Linked DNA regions of Zea mays: region 2 is linked to region 1. Evidence: chromatin contacts called from public Hi-C data. All regions are on one chromosome and are shown on one strand. Each heading gives the region's core, a stretch centred on a gene start, on an enhancer-like site or on the middle of the called end of the contact. The rest is flanking DNA. Distances are from core to core; before and after follow the strand shown. Region 1 holds the start of LOC103655002 (uridine kinase-like protein 3). Region 2 holds the start of LOC606411 (protein disulfide isomerase 3).

Region 1 (2,700 bases), core at 28-2,527:
CATAATAAAAGGACTCCTGCAAAAAATTGTAATCTCATTGCTTGTAGTTATAAGAGATTGGAAATAGGGTGGCATGGCAACGTGAAAATCTAGCATGAAAAGGGCAATCTCGTTGCTTGTAGTTATAAAAGATTGGAAAAAGTGTGGCATGACATCGTGATAATGTAGCATGAAAAGGGCATAGTTACCAATGTAGCCCCATGGTGTTTTGGTCAGTAATGTTGAACAACAAAGTGTGTTGGTAGAATGCACATATGCTGCAAGATGAGAGCAAAGCAGTAATGCACAAACCTGCGTAACAACCACGACACGCTGGTCACGGAGCTGATCAATGATCATCTTGCACACGGTACTCTTGCCTGACGATGCACCCCCAGCAACACCTGCGCCCAAAACCACCACATTAGGGCATGCCGCATTCAGGGCCAACAGGCTACGCCATACTCATCAATCAATCAATCAAAAGTATATATACCAACCAATGACAAAGGGCTCCTGGTGGCCGTTCTCCAGGCCAGACGTCGTTGCGGAAGCCTGGCCGTCCAGACGGAGTGCGGAGTAATGGACTCCGGCGGCGGCGGCGTCGAGCACCTCGTCTACCGATTTCGAACCCATATTTAGATCGCAATAGGATTTTTCCTACCGGAGAAAACAGATCTCCGGCCCGCGCCGACGCCGGCTAGAAGGAGCGGGAAGGGGTGGCGCCGCGGAGGTATGGGGTGGATCTGGATCGAGGGAGGGAGAGGCGTGCTCGGCGCGGCGGGCGGTGCAGAGAGGAGAGGGAATAGAATATATAAGAAATAGTGATTTTGGTTCGTGGAAAATGAGGATTCGGACAGGGAATTTGCTTTCTTGTTGAGAAGAAAAAAAAATAGGATAGGGATTGGTGACGTCAGAGACAGCGCTCGCGAGCAGGCCCACCGTCAATTCGCTGGCCCAGCCCACCAAGCCCGCGTCGGGAATTCAGTTGGTCCTTGGTATTGGGAATTCTGCTCGTATTCCCGTCGACTGCTCGGCGTCCCTTTTGCCGCCGGTTGCGATGGCAACGGGTTAAAACCCGCGGATACATAGATTACAGACTCGTACCGGTGAGATTAATGTTAAACACGCACCTGCTACTTGTGACGGATAGTATATATTACCTAAATCCGCTACCCGCAGGTTTATGGCACCCGCGGGCATAGTCATAAAATAAATATTTATTAAACTGATAGCACATAATAATAAATATTTATTAAACTGATAAAAACATGTACCGATCTTAGCCAAAAGTTCTACGAGTTCTCTGGCGCATGTAGTCTTCTTTTATATCATTTGATTGGCTCCGCTCGCTCAAAGCTTTCGGGGTGGCACTAAATTGAGATGCATGTGCTCTACAGTCTACACAGACACACACGCAGGTATGCGGGTTTGCGGGCACGAGTAGAACATTTTCATACCCACGAGAAAAAAAAAACCGTCGGTTGAGAATCAAACCCGTACCCACGGGTACAAACTCACACCCAAAACCGCACCCTATAGGGTTTTTACCCGCGGGCACGCGGGTAAAATGTGCACGTTGCCATCCCTAGCCACCGGTGAGCTGCCGAGGCGTGAGACGGGCCGGTCGCCAGAAGTCGACGCGCTTATATGTAACTGAATTCAGTGTATTCAGTTTCTTTGGTTCAAGTTTCATTCAGGATTCGTCCCTTTTTCACTAGCAGTTTACAGGTCCCAACACCCGTACCTCAATTCCACCGACATCATAGAAGGGAGCCCTCGCCTCCCAGCAAAAGGCGTCTCTCCGACGAGGGATCCCGGTTTGGAGCTGAGCAAGTCGTCTCCGCCTCCATCTTCACTGTCGCTCGCTCCATGGTGGACTAATCCTTATCCTCCGATGCCGGCGACCGGAGACCGTAGTTGGTTGATCCTCGACCGCATCGTCCATCGCAGTCGGAAGCGGTGCGGGGATGCGACGACCTCGGCGTTCACCCACGAGTGTGTCGGTCGGTCGATCCGTGTCTCCCTCCGGATCACCGACCCCCTGGTGTCCCATTTCTACATCCATTAGACCAGCATTCCAACCATTGACCGCATGACGGAGCCTGTCACCATCGCCGCCCACCGCAGCTCCATTCTCTTCCAGGTGTCTGTCCCCTTCGACGATCCTTGTTGCTGGAGTAAAATAGTCTACTTTCCTCACGACTACGTCTACTCGTGCTCCTCGTCGTCGTCATCCCTTACTCGGCTTCCGCTTGCTTCGACGGCGTCCACACCGACCCCGAGTTTGATAAGTGGTTACAACTACACCGGTGCCAGCAGCAGTGTATCATGATGGAAGAAGACATGAGCATCCTCTGCCATGGAGACAAGGGCGGATTCACGGTGGCAGATCTCACCTACCATTTCAACCTAGAGGTCCAACTCTACTTGTTGCACCATTCCCCTTCTGCCTCCGATGTTGAAATGAAATAGAGTGTCGAGAAGCTGTAGATCCCACCCGACATGAAGATCAACCTCTACTCGTTTAGGACTGATGTCGTCGTCACCATCGGTGAGAGGTGCTTGTGCTGGGTCGACTACTACCACGGTATGCTGCTCATTTATGTCCTCACTAACAGCAACAACAACAACAACAGGCTCCGTTATATACCACTCTCATCTAAGGCTTTGAAGACTGGTCGTGTGTACAAGGACGCATGTGAACCTGACCCGTTTCGT
Region 2 (2,700 bases), core at 58-2,557, 170 kb after region 1:
CAGCACTACGGATGGACGCTTCGCTGCTGCATCGATATGGAAAAGCTTAGCAACATCAGGAGTCGAAGTCTGATAAAAGTTGATGCTATCTTCCAGCCTCGAAGCAGCAGCAAGCTCATCACTGTGAGCACCCTATATATATAGCATTTGAAAAGAAAGAAGCTCCCATAATTAGAAAAAGGGTCCAAGGTCTCAACATACAAGTAATCACCTACTAACCACTTTTGCTGTTGTGATCTACTTTCAGCCATTAACATTGGTCCTCAGGACATGGAAGTAGAACATTTATCATTACTTGCAGGTTATATTATTGAACTGTGATAAAAAAAAAACCAGTATATATAAGAAGCAGGCTTGGTTCCTTCCTCATAGAAAAATCCTACAGTAGCTGTTGTGCCCTTTCAGGTTTAAGTATGTGTTGTATGGATATTATCAGCTAAACTGAAGATTAATTGGATTTGGAAGGTGTTTAGTGCCTGTCAAAGTGTAGGAACTAGGAAGTAAAATGTAAAAAAGAGGGAAGGGTAACGGATCGTTCATACGGATAGTGTGTCGAGGAAGGCAAGGACGGCTTTGTCATCTCCGGTGAGTATGCTCTGGGCCTCGTCGACGCTGGTGACATTTTGCACGGCTGGGCCGAGCTTCTTGTTGATCCAGTCGACGATGGCTTCCTTGGTCCTGGCTCCGTTATAGCCTCTGGGGACGCCATCGATGAAGAAGAGGATGGTGGGGAAGCCCTGGACGTCGTACTTCTGGGCGAGGTCGGTTTCCTCGGTGGCGTCGACCTTGGCAAGGGCGAGGTGGGCCTGGTGGTGGTGAGCGGCGAGATGCGCGGCGGCGGCGGCGTAATCCGGGGCGAGCTCCTGGCAGTGGCCACACCAAGGTGCGTAGAACTCAACCATAACATGGTGGCTGGAGGCGAGGAAGGAGGAAAAGTTTGCGGCGGCGAGGACCACGACGTGGGTCTCGTCGATCTCCGGCTGGTGGCCTGTGAGGTCCTGGTCCTGATCTTGGAAGAGAAGGTCGTCGTCGTCGTAGTCTCCCTCAGGCCACCCGTCGGGATCGTTGGTGGGGATGTCGTCGGAGTTGTCAATAAGATACTGGAGGTCGTCCACCACCTCCTCATCCATGTTGCTTCCGGCGGCTGCGGCTATGGTGGCGAGGAGGAGGAGCAGGAGGACGACGGGAAAAGATGGAGGGGACATTGTTGTTGATCCCATTCCCTCTCACGGTCTCACCTGATGATGTGCTGCAGCCGTCCAGCGAGAGGAATTGGATGCGCGGGCAGCTGGTGAGATGAGATCCGTGCTGGGCAGTGGACTGAGCAGTGGGCAGGCCATCTTCTCCGGCGGCGTCCGAGTATATCAGTCAGTCAACTCCTCATGTCTGTCACGTGACTTCCCTTCCCTTTCGTGGACCTGGCTTCCTTTTCATGGGCCTGGCCTTCAGGAGGCAAGCAAGCAAGCCATTCCCAGCCCATACCACCCACCTAGGAGCGGCCCATCCTGGTGTGTCGCGGCCTTGCGGGGGAAGCGTAGAAGGCACTAGAAGTAGAAGGTAGCAGCAGCCGCCACCGCCAGCGAATCACGTGACTTCCCCTCCCCTTCTCCCCTCTCCACTCCATCGTCAAGGAAGGAACACGGCCCTAACTAAACCCTAGCTAAGGGAAGGGAAACAAGACCATGGATGCCTCCAAGCTCCGCGAGCTTCGCGACTTCGTCGAGGCGTGCAAGAAGAATCCTTCGCTCCTCGCCGACCCCAACCTCTCCTTCTTCCGGGATTACCTCCAGAGGTCCATCTCTCACCCCCCCTCCTCGCTATATCTTTCGATTCGCCCCCATCGTCCTTCATTCTTTCTGATCGTAGGAGCCCCCGTTTTTTTGCAGTTTGGGTGCCAAAATTCCCGCCGCCGCCCCCTCTTTCGAAAGTCCCAAGGTAACATTACCCATCCATCTTCTCCTCTATCCACCCCGCGTAAGTATCTGCTCGGATCCTTCTTTTTTTTAAGAGAGAGGGAGGGAGGGAAATAATCTTCTTTGCAAAGCATGTTATATTTTGTATGGCACTTCAAGTGAAATTACTAGGGCGCAGAGAAAAAAATGCTGAATTTCTTTACCCACTCCGTATCATTCACAAGACACTTATGACTTCCTTGTCGTGTGTTGCCCATCCAAGGTTCTTTCTCGAGTCCTTGCTTTTTCATATGCAATTTTGCGCTGCAGAGATCTTCCATGGACGACATTGATGACGACGGTGATGACGACGACGATTTGGATATGAGGGATCCCACTCCTGAGCGAGACGAGCTCGATGAAGAGATTGTTGAGTCTGATCTTGAGCTCGAAGGAGAAATTGTACAGTCTGACCATGATGACCCACCACAGAAGGTAACCACTCTATTCTCTTGCCACTAACATGTCCTCTTTCCCTTCTGTTAGGATCCTAGCGACAAGGTAGATGTGCTGCTAAGGTTTTTTTTGTGCCATGACAGATGGGAAATCCTTCAGTGGAGGTGACTGAGGAAAACCGTGATGCTTCCCAAGAAGCAAAAGGCAAGGCTATGGAAGCAATTTCTGAAGGTACTCTCCATCTTCCCCCTCTCTGGAATCATACTCTTCTGCCCCTTGGCTTATGGCCATCTCGATCATGCACGACTCTTCAATCCGTGTCATTGTGACTCTTGTGATCTCAGGAAAACTT

What was found. A called contact is a pair of places that touch in the nucleus more often than the background predicts.
Region 2: a contact with region 1 is called in a Hi-C map of leaf, with 6 times the contacts expected there. The contact joins the promoter of LOC606411 here to the promoter of LOC103655002 in region 1. A contact is called at or near these places in 7 of 25 Hi-C or Micro-C datasets (bundle sheath, ear, endosperm and 2 more).

What each region holds. Positions count from the first base shown.
Region 1 is chr4:249,890,285-249,892,984 of Zm-B73-REFERENCE-NAM-5.0, forward strand. It overlaps LOC103655002 (uridine kinase-like protein 3), which reads right to left and starts at 1,278. Exons shown (of 15, transcript XM_008681824.3): 1 at 480-1,278; 2 at 292-383; 3 at 1-16. The coding sequence starts at 615. It overlaps LOC103656057, which reads left to right and starts at 2,311. Exons shown (of 4, transcript XM_020552393.1): 1 at 2,311-2,397; 2 at 2,491-2,569. The coding sequence starts at 2,311.
Region 2 is chr4:250,056,726-250,059,425 of Zm-B73-REFERENCE-NAM-5.0, forward strand. It overlaps LOC606411 (protein disulfide isomerase 3), which reads right to left and starts at 1,308. Exons shown (of 11, transcript NM_001112286.1): 1 at 543-1,308; 2 at 1-132. The coding sequence starts at 1,220. LOC100283738 (hsc70-interacting protein) reads left to right here and starts at 1,566. Exons shown (of 11, transcript NM_001156637.2): 1 at 1,566-1,792; 2 at 1,887-1,935; 3 at 2,223-2,387; 4 at 2,492-2,579; 5 at 2,693-2,700. The coding sequence starts at 1,683.